2 separate regions of the Ovis aries genome follow, and region 2 is linked to region 1. A link is a contact called in public Hi-C data. All regions are on one chromosome and are shown on one strand. The core of a region is the stretch at or near the end of the contact, and the rest is flanking DNA. Distances in the headings are between cores, read along the strand shown. Region 1 has its middle 27 kb from the start of RIBC2. Region 2 overlaps FBLN1 (fibulin 1).

What was found. A called contact is a pair of places that touch in the nucleus more often than the background predicts.
Region 2: a contact with region 1 is called in a Hi-C map of tail adipose tissue, with 6 times the contacts expected there. The contact joins two enhancer-like sites. A contact is called at or near these places in 7 of 16 Hi-C or Micro-C datasets (hypothalamus, liver, mesenteric adipose tissue and 3 more).

What each region holds. Positions count from the first base shown.
Region 1 is chr3:221,742,680-221,747,488 of ARS-UI_Ramb_v3.0, forward strand. No RefSeq gene overlaps it. Among named protein-coding and RNA genes, the nearest start is that of RIBC2, 27 kb to the left of the region's middle. Within about 2 kb of position 2,207, at least 5 of the 54 cell types and tissues checked have an H3K27ac peak or open chromatin away from gene starts, as enhancers often do.
Region 2 is chr3:221,835,626-221,841,028 of ARS-UI_Ramb_v3.0, forward strand. It overlaps FBLN1 (fibulin 1), which reads left to right. Exons shown (of 17, transcript XM_027968208.2): 12 at 2,225-2,344; 13 at 3,168-3,299; 14 at 5,257-5,380. Among named protein-coding and RNA genes, the nearest start is that of TRNAG-CCC, 31 kb to the right of the region's middle. Within about 2 kb of position 3,741, at least 1 of the 54 cell types and tissues checked has an H3K27ac peak or open chromatin away from gene starts, as enhancers often do.

The DNA.
Region 1 (4,809 bases), core at 957-3,456:
TTGGCCAGAAAGAGGAATGAAGCCTGATAGACGCCACAGGGCAGGTCCACAGCGAAGACAGTAGGCTGAGAGCACCTAGACACAGAACGCCACACTTTATCACTCGGTCGACATGAAATGGTCAGAGTAGGCAAATCCACAGAGACAGAAAGTAGGCGAGCATTCTTCCAGGAACTAAAGGGTTTTGGAGTGATGAAAATGTTCTGAAATTAGATAGTTGTGAAGGTTGCCCGGCTCTGTGAATATATTGAAAACCATTGAATTTGTATCCTTTAAAAGGGTGAATATTATGGCATGAAAATTGTATCCCAATGTTTCAGAAGCTCATGAGTTACCATCACGTATGCACTAGAACAGCTAAAATTATTTTCAAAATTATACCAAGTGACTGTCAAGAGGCAGAGCAGCTGGAACTGTAATTCGTTATTGGTGGAAAAGAGGCAGTTTTCACATAGTTAAGTGTACGTTTAACAATACCTTTAACCATACATTTAATATTTAACAAAGTAACCATACATTTACCCTATGACCAACTATTGCAAGAGAAATGAAAGCGTGTCCACACAAAGACTTGTATAGTAGGGTTCATAGCATCGTTATTCGTAATAGCGAAAAACTGCAGTCAGTAAAACTGTCATCACCAGGCGATCGGATAAACAAACGTTACACCTGTACCACTCTCTGAGTAAAAGAAACAAATCGCTGATATACCAAAGTGAATAAATCAGAAACCATAATCAGAAACACCATGCCAGACCCCCCGAAAGTACAGAAATACAACATCTATGTGTGAAACTCTAGAATGAACACAAGTATATGTTTACCGAGGTCAGGGGACAGAGGTTGACTGAAAAGGGTGTGGGGAAATTTTTTGGAAAGATGGAATGTACAGGAGGAAACACGATGACCTGCCCCCCCACCCCAAGCCGCATCAGAACAGCCAGAGGAGGGGCCTTAACACCTGCCGCCAGGCAGCGGGGAAATGAGGTTGCTGGCTGCCCACGCCAATGTCCACCAGCAGGGGGCGTTTCTGCACGGCCTGCACCAGCTCCTTCCCTGTGTGTCTCTGGTCTCTCCAGGCACATAGACAGGGATGCCGCGGAGGCTGTGGGCGTAATGGGCTGTGACATCTGCTCTGCAGTGTTGGCACAGTGAGGCAACGACAGGTCCCCTTGCTTCTTGCCTGGGCACGTGGGCGGGTGGTGGTCTGCAGGGTGGAGTGGGATATGAAGCAGGTGCCTTTTAGGTACACTTTCCGAACAAGGCACCTTCTTGATCATGTCCAGTGTGTCCACATGATGTTAATACATGGATGAAAAGAATTTGGAAGAAGTCTGGTGGGAGCAAGACTGAGCTCTGAGGAGGAAGTAGTTTCAGGGTGGGGCTTATCCCGCTTATCCCCACCTCCCGGGGCCCAGGGATCAGCTCCAGGTTCATACTGCCCCATCCTGGAAACTGGTTACCCCCCTGCCCAGAGCCGGCAAAGCTGGTTTCACTCGTCCTGTGGCTGGGATGTCTGCCTTCCTGGTTTCTTCTGCCAAACGGAGGATGAGACCAGCACCTCCGGGGCCAGCCCTCGTGCTAACTGTGGCCCCAGCGTGCGGACGTGCATAGAGAGGTGGGAGAATGGGAGGCCTGTGGTTTAGTGGGTCTTGTCTTTTTCACCAGAAGTTCTACAGAGCTTTCCGAACCCTCTTGTTCTAACAGGGCTCGAAGAGACTTCAACCCTATTGTCCACAATTGCTGGGAGCGGAACATTCCAGAGCCCGCTGGAGACAGAAGCAGCTGGAGCCATGCCCGCCACAGCAAGCTGGCCGAGAACTCATCACCCCGTAAGTTTCCCACTGAGGCTCTTGGGCTCAACAAATATGCCTTTGTTGACCCAATGTCCAGTGGGAATTCAAGGGGATTGGGGGTAGGCTTGACGGCCTTCCAGGCCTCCCTGGGATGGAAGCAGGGTCCAGCCAGGCCCAATGAAGTCTTGTACTCAAGGTCACACTGTCCTCGGCTCGCTCACATGGAAAGTGACCCAGAAGGGCCTTTCGGCTCCAGATCCACCACCAACGGCCCCAGTTTCCTCATTTCCAACTCAAATTCATGCCCAGGGAGTCTGACTAAACCAGGTCATCCTTCCAAATGGCAGTCCAGAGGTCACAGCCCCAACCCTGGTCCCTTTCGATGTAGCCAGGGGGATATGGCCCAGGGTTAACCATTGGTCCAAAGAGAGGTGGACTTGCAGCAGCAACTAACACATCCAGCAAAATAGCATCTGTAGGTGCTGTGCTTGTTGAGGCCAGAGCAATACTGACAAGGCATATTCAGTGATTAAAACTTTCACGAATCTGTAGTGTATTATTGCTAGTTTATAGTTCCTCTGGTGGCTCAGCAGTAAAGAATCCACCTCCCAATACAGGACACACCGGTTCGATCCCTGGAGAAGGGCATGGCAACCCACTCCTGTATTCTTGCCTGCAGGATCCCATGGACAGAGGAGCCTGGCGGGCTACAGTCCATTGGGTTGCAAAAGAGTCAGACATAACTCAGTGACTAACCAATACTGCTAGTTGTATTTCCCAGTTGCAGAACTGAGACTTAGGGAATAGGAGTGCTTTTCTCAAGGTCTGGAGCCAGGCGTTGACCCCCAAGTCCCACAGGCAGACCCCCAACAGAGTGCCCAGAAGGCTGGTTAGCAGAACCTCAGAGAGTGGACGTGGGGGACAGATCTCCAATATAGCTCTCTAGCCCCACCTCTGCCCTGAGCCCCAGGTTCGGCTTCAAACACTGTCTTGATAGCTCCGCTTGGATGGCCAACAGATGGTCAGAAAGCCTGTGTCCAGAAACCCTGTGTCCAGACAGCTCTATCCCAGACCTGTTCCTCTGAACTCTTTTCCAACTCCGTCAATGGCAGACCCATCCTTCCAGCTGCTCAGGCCAAATCGTGTGGCTTCATCTTTGGATTCTCTCTCTCTCTCCCCTACATCCAATTCCATCAGCAAATCCTATTGGCTGGACTTCAACATATATAAAAAATCTGACCCCTTCTTACCATCTTCTTGGCTAAGCCCTTATCTCCTGCCCAGATAACTGCATTAGCCTCCTCGCTGATATACCCCTGCTTTTCCCCTTGTCCTTGCCCCATGCATTTTCAGCACCGCAGCCCCAGAAACCAAGTGCAAGTCAGACTGTCCTTTTCCTTCAAACCCTCCAATGGTTTCCAACTCAAGTAGAGTGGAGCTGCTTGTCTTCCGAGGCCCGTCTGAACTCATGGCCTGTTGTCTGTCTCTCTGATCTCCTCTATCTTCTGACACCTCACCACCCCGCTACTCATTCCACTCCAACCCTGCTCACTTCCCTGCTGTTCACTGGGCATGCCAAACACACTCCTGCCTCAGGGCCTTTGCACCAGCTGTTCTCTCAGCTTAAGACATCCTTTCTCTGAATATCACTGTGGCCAACTCTGTCAACTCCTTAGGGACTCACCTCGAAAGCTACCTTCTTTTGAGACAAGGCCCTTTCTGCTCCCTAAATAAAATGGGAACACCCTTCCGCCATGGTTCCTGCTCCTCCCTCCTCTCCTGCTTTATTTTTTCCCACAGCACATATCGCCTGATGCATATATTTATCCCCTGCCACTAGAATGTATGTTCCTTAAGGTCAGGGACTTGGCTTTCTTTTCCTCTGTTCCTGGAGCCCTAAACAGTATGTGACAGGTATTTGTTGCATGAGATTGAGGGAGGAGGGGGCGTGAGTTTCACAAGCTGAGCTGGTCCACCCAGCGTTCAGACATACTCAGGGCACATCATGAGAGCAAGTGGGTGAACCCACCAAGGTCTTGTGTGTGTGATAACTGAAGAGCTGCTGGGGAAAAACTCACGATGGGGAAAATGCCAGTCCAGGCACACAGTTTCCAGATCACAGTGGCTTGGTTGACGACAGAGAGAGCTGTGGCTAGCTCCACAGGGCTCCCTTAGAGATCCAGGGGATGGCACTGGAAGTCCAAGGACCAGCATCTCTGGGAGCCACAGGGAGTAGCGGGCAGCCGGCCTCTGCAGTGGTCCCTGAGAGGTGCCCCTCGGGGTCAGAGAGCCTGACCAGCCAGGCCTGTGTGTGCGAACGTGACACCCACCTCCTGGGGGTGATGAGACCAAGAGGCCAGCACAGCACCGCCCGAGTCACAGCCACCCTTGTGCTCCTCTCCCAGCCCCCGCAAATGTATTAAGGCCGAAAGACCTCTTCCTGCCAGATTCAAAGGTGCTGGGATGTGACTTCTGCCTCAAGCCGCTCACATTCTGTAAGGGGGAGCACGGTTCATTCATCTGATGCGTGTTTTCCAAGAGCCCACAGCATGCCAGGCACCATGCTAAGCTCTGGGCTGCAGCTGTTAACAAGACATGAGGGCTCATCGGGGACGGAAACAAACCAGCAAATAAATACATGACGAGATGAACGTTACCAAGAAAATGACTAGGAGAGCTATTTCGTTCTGTGCAGCATTTTATTTTTTTATACCAGCATTTTTAACGGTGACTTGGATGAAGTTCTAAAATACGTGCTTCTTAGCATACTGTAGAGCTAAGCTGTTGTTGTTCATTTGCTAAGTCATGTCTGACTCTTTGTGACCCCACGATGCAGCATGTCAGGCTCCCCTGCCCTTCACTATCTCCCAGAGTTTGCTCAAATTCATGTCCACTGAGTCAACGATGCTATTTATCCATCTCATCCTCTGCTGCCCTCATCTCCTTCTGCCTTCAGTGCTTCCCAGCATCGGGGTCTTTTCCAATGAGTCAGTTCTTTGCATCACGTGGCCAA
Region 2 (5,403 bases), core at 2,491-4,990, 94 kb after region 1:
TGGGTCAGGAAGATCCCCTGGGGAAGGGAATGGCTACCCACCCCAGTATTCTTGCCTGGAGAATCCCATGGACAGAGGAGCCTGGCGGGCTACCGTCCATGGGGACGGTCATACATGTCTTAGCCACTAAACAACAGCAATGCCAGAGGGAAGCAAAAGCTGGATATTTGTTGAAAGTGGTAAGACAGATTTTATTTGCACTCCCGCAGTAGAGGAAAGAGAGTTTGGTATAAACTGGTCTCAACTCCACCAGGACAAAAGGTGCAAGCTTTCTAAATGCTGAGGCCTGCTAAGGAGGAGCACTGAAGGATGCTAAGGTCAGTGGTCAGCCAGCTGTGTCTGCTCTCTGGCTCTGACCCTCCTGCAGAGTGTGGGAGTTGGTAGGGGGGGAGCTCCCTCTTAACTGCATTTCAAAGGCTTGGTTCGCATGTCCTTAGAAGGACACTCCTGGGTTGCAAAAGATGCATCTCAAAGGGACAGTGGAAGGGTTTACATCTGCAGGTTTTTTGAAGTAAATGCTTCTAAGAAAAAGGGAGGTCAGGGCCTGCAGTCCGGCGTTGGCTGGAACACAGGAAATTCTTTAGCAGCGTAGAGCTTTCCCAGGCAGGCATTTCAAGGGTCATGGTCTTGGGCTGATGCTGGTATTTGGTCAGGTCTTTGGTGGGAGGATTTGACCAAGTCTGTTTGGTGCCAAGAATAACCCTGCCTCCCTCTGACGGGATGGACTGAGATGAGGGGAGAGCCCAGCCTGGTATGTAGCAGGCGCTCCTTGGGTGTCACAACTTCACGGGAATTAGGTGAGTAGGTCAGCAGAGACTGATAGCTTCTGGCCACCCTCGGCAGTCCCTCACCAGCTCCCCTCTTTGCAGTGCAGTTCCCAGGGGTGACCTGTAGAGCCAGCCTCCAGACACGGCAGGTCTTATAATTCTGGATTAAGACGGATGATCACAGATACGCCAGGATGCACCCTGACGTGTAATTCTCACCCTGAAGGATGGACAGTATGAGGGGCTCCTGGGTCCTAGGCTTCCCCTGAGGTTCTGGGATTCGTCCCCAGGAACCAGACCCAACACACACACATAATGTCAAGGAATCAGACTCATACATGGGGCGGGGGCGGGGGTGGGGTCCCTTGGGCCTGGGTTCAGATCCTGGCTGTGTCACGTTTATGGTCTCGAGAGTAACTCGGCATTTCTGGGCCTCAGGGTCCTCATCTGCAAAATGAGGCTAGTGAGACCCACCTAATACCACTAGTGGGGGTCATGAGGGTGAAACCCAATGGAGCCTGTCCAGCGTTTCCCAGGGCCCCGTGTGAGAGGACGCGCTTGAGACATGGAGACTGCTGGCATCAGTGTTATCATCATTTGTGGCTTGTGCTGTCCATGATGACTCCTTAATGACTGAATAGTAGATACTCATACCTGTTAGTGGATGATTTTGCCCAAAGCCAGGGCCTGGCCAGCTTTGCTGTGTTATTCTGCCGAGCAGTTATAAAGTACCCCCTGCTCCAGGTGTGCAGCAAGAACATAGTTCCTGCCTTCAGGGAGTGTCTCTGGGATGTGATGAGACACCACACTGGGCAGAGGTGACCAAGTGCACAGGGGGTCAGGTGACAGCCAGGCCAGGCGTGGGGGTGCTGCAGGGGTGAGAGGGGCTGAGGCACTAAAGGACATTCTCCCCTGCTCACCCCTCCTGCCCTGCTAAGAATTAGCAGTAAACAAAAATGAGAAGGGACTTCTGGGCCAGAGGTTGGCAAACTTTTTTTTTCCCCTAAAAGCCACACAGTAAATATTTTAGGCTTTGCCAGCCACGTCTCTCGATTGTGCCTCCTTAACTCTGCTGTTATAGTGAATAGGCAGCCGTGGACTATGGTAAAGGAATGAGCGTGGCTGTGTGCCAATAAAACTTTATTTGCAAACACAAGTGGTGGGCCGGAAGTTTGCTGATCCCTGTTCTAGGCAAAGAGAACAGAAGAGCAGAAGCCCCAGGGTTGGTGTGGCTTGAAGCCAGCAGTGGCGGGGGTGGGAAGATGCCAGATCCCCCAGCCTTGAGGGGGTGGAGTGGGAGCCTCTCTCCCTTGGGGGAACCTCGAGCAGGTCCCTGGCCCTACACGTGGTAGCCTCTGCCTCTGTGTGTGTGTTAACTCGAGGGAGGTCATGACCCACTCAACCAGGGACCAGGGACTCAGCTCTGAGCGGTGGCCTCGGGACTCTGTCTCCTTCAGATGTGAATGAGTGTAACAGCAGCCCCTGCAGCCAGGAGTGTGCCAACGTCTACGGCTCCTACCAGTGTTACTGCCGGCGAGGCTACCAGCTCAGCGACGTGGACGGGGTCACCTGCGAAGGTGAGCGGGAGAGGCCGCCCCTCTCCTGTCGCCCACTCCCCGCTCCTCCTGGCTGGCGAGTGGCCCGGGTTTCTTCCCTCTGAGATGTGTTTGGATGGACTTTGCCCATTGTTGAAAGTGAGATTTGTAAAGGAGGAAACCCACTCCCAGATTTTCTTCAGTGACATAAAATGGAACGGTGGTGGTGGCTATGGGTGCCGCCCGGACCTCAAGCAGGGCGGGGGTGCGGGAGGCGGGCTGAGGAGTCACACCCTGGCTCGACCCTCTGCCTCTGGCCTTTCAGAAGCCCCTCATGGGGCCTGGGCCGCCCTCCTGTGTAACATCTGGGTTCATCCTGCACTTAACCGGTGGTCGGAGGATAAAACCAAATGATGATTCAAGAGTACTTCGTACATGCCTAGCACAATGTTGGTGCTCAGAAGGCAACTGTTTGTAAGGTTATTCCTATTTTTATTATATAAAGTGTGTCTGTTGTTAGCAGATTTATAATCATCGGCATCAGGATGGAGTCAGCAGGGTACCTCTATGTGTGCCATTCTGAAGCCCTTGGCCCTTTGTTCCCCAGTCTCCCTCTCTCCGCCCCGCAAACTTCACACCAAGAACTTGCTGTGTGGCCCCAGGCTAGGCCTTTTCCCTCCCTGGGACTCAGCACGCCCTTCTGGCCCGATGGCCTCAGAGGCCGCCCCGGCCCTGGGACTTTGAGAACCCCCTGTGTCCCGCTCATCCTCGGGGCTGACTTCCAGGTCACAGCTCAGCTCCCTGGGGGATGTAGCCCAGCCGAGGGGGCCCACGCAGATGCTGAGGGTGGGTTTTGCCGTCACAGACATCGATGAGTGCGCCTTGCCCACGGGGGGCCACATCTGCTCCTACCGCTGCCTCAACATCCCCGGGAGCTTCCAGTGCAGCTGCCCCTCGACCGGCTACCGGCTGGCCCCCAACGGCCGCAACTGCCAAGGTGAGCAGGGCGGGATCCCGGGGCCGTCTCGGGGCTCTGCGGGGTTGGGGGGACTGAGGCCCCGCAGCTGCAGCACAGATGGGGTGCGTTCGGGGGGGACGACTGTATCCTGGGTGTGTCCTCGCCCCACGGGCACCCTGGTCTCCCATGCTCGGGCACGCTTATCCACCGGGGGTCCTGAGTCCTCCTGTTCTGCCCCGGGCAGCCCCTGGGGGGCCAGAAGTGGGGCTGACAGCCTTTAAAAGGAAGACGCCCAGCGTCAAGGAAGCAGACCGTCAGTACCCCAAAGACTCTACAGCTTGGCACTGCTGTTAGTCTCTCGTTCAGTCACTCGACATACCCAGGCCCTGCCAGGTGTTGAGGGCGACGCAGTGAGCCGGTGGTGCAGGCCTCTGTCCCAGGGTGCTGGGCTCCACTTGTCAGGGGGATGGACTGGTCAGGGTGTGTCCCCACCCTGAGGTCTCTGTATAGAAGGCCTTTATGGCTGAGGTTCCCCTGGGGCCCAGGGATCGGCTAAATGAAGGGTGGGTGGCCTGCATCCTATCCTCGGCTCCCAGATCTAAGAACACTCCAGGGGGCATTGTGTCACTGTCTCTTGGGTTACTGAGAGGGGAGCTAAGGAGATATTTGTGAATGAGCAACCCCAGACGGGCGTGCTGGCCTTACCCTCGGCAATGGCTGCAGCAGCCGAATCAGAGGCTGGGACTCTCCAGGCCCTGCAGCGAGCCTCCTATGGGGCCCAGGAGCTCTGGGGGCCGGGGTTCTTCAGATGGGCTTTCTGGTCATGAAGGGGATTTGCAGACTGTGATCAAAGGCGTCAGGAGCTGCGGCGTTTCCTGGGAGGGACTGCTCAGCTGTCCAGAGCTCCGGATGGAAGTCGCTGTTTTCACATTTCTGAAGGAGCAGATGACCTGGCCAGATGCCCTCACCGCAGCCTGGGGTCCTGCCAGACACAGCGAAAACACATTCCTGAGCCTCTCTTGGGCTTTGAGACTGGGGACTGCTGTTTTTGCTACCAACGGTCAGGATTTGGCACCTCTTCACAGAGGCCTCAGGGCTTCCCAGGTGGCACTAGTGGCAGAGAACCCGTCTGCCAGTGGAAGAGACAAAAGAGACGTGGGTTTGATCCCTGGGGTCGGAAGAGCCCCTGGAGGAGAGCATGGCAACCCACTCCAGTATTCTTGCCTGGACAATCCCCATGGACAGAGGAGCTTGGTGGGCTACAGTCCACGGGGTCACAAAGAGTCAGACCCGGCTGAAGCAACTCAGCATGCACACCTGCACCCGATGCCTCTGGCGTGGTGATGTCCCCTCGCCATTCGGCTGCTCCGGACCGTTGTGGGGCGGGGACGACTCCCCATGTCCAGGTGACCTCCTGATGTGCCCCAGGCCTGGTTCTGGTCCAACCCAGTCACTGACTTTAGAAACTGGGCACAACGTAGACTCCCTTTCCACCTCAGTTTCCTCATGCGTAACGTGGGGCTAGTGGCTTCTGCCCATTCCCTCCTCAGATGGTAGAAGTGGCATGCAAGGTAAGACTGATGCACCTTGAGAGCCTTGGAGAGGTGCTGGCTGCCTGGGTTCAAAGCTCAGCTCCCCCACTTATAAAATGTGTGGCCTTAAACCAGTCGCTTAAGCCCATGAGCTCCTCCAAATGAGGATAATAACCAGTACTTGCTTCATTTAATTATAGTGAGAAGTGTTTCCTGCAAAACACTTCAAGGGCCATCATTTAGAGGGTGCTGTTGTTGTTATGCTCACTCCAGGGATCATGAATAGTAGGTAAATTAAATATAAATCTCCTATGAACAAAAGAGCTGGCACAGGGCTGTGCTCCGGAGAGCAGCCAACAGAGGGCAAGGATGGCCCGATCCCCCAAACTCTGGGCGCCCCCATCTGGGCCGGGGATGGCTTGGGGGCCTCGGCCTTCACCGTGCTGCCTTGGGGTCTCCTGCAGACATTGATGAGTGTGTGACCGGCATCCACAACTGCTCCATCAACGAGACCTGCTTCAACATCCAGGGCGGCTTCCGCTGCCTGGCCTTCGAGTGTCCCGAGAACTACCGTCGCTCCACAGACACGTAAGTCCCTCGGGCCCCGTGGT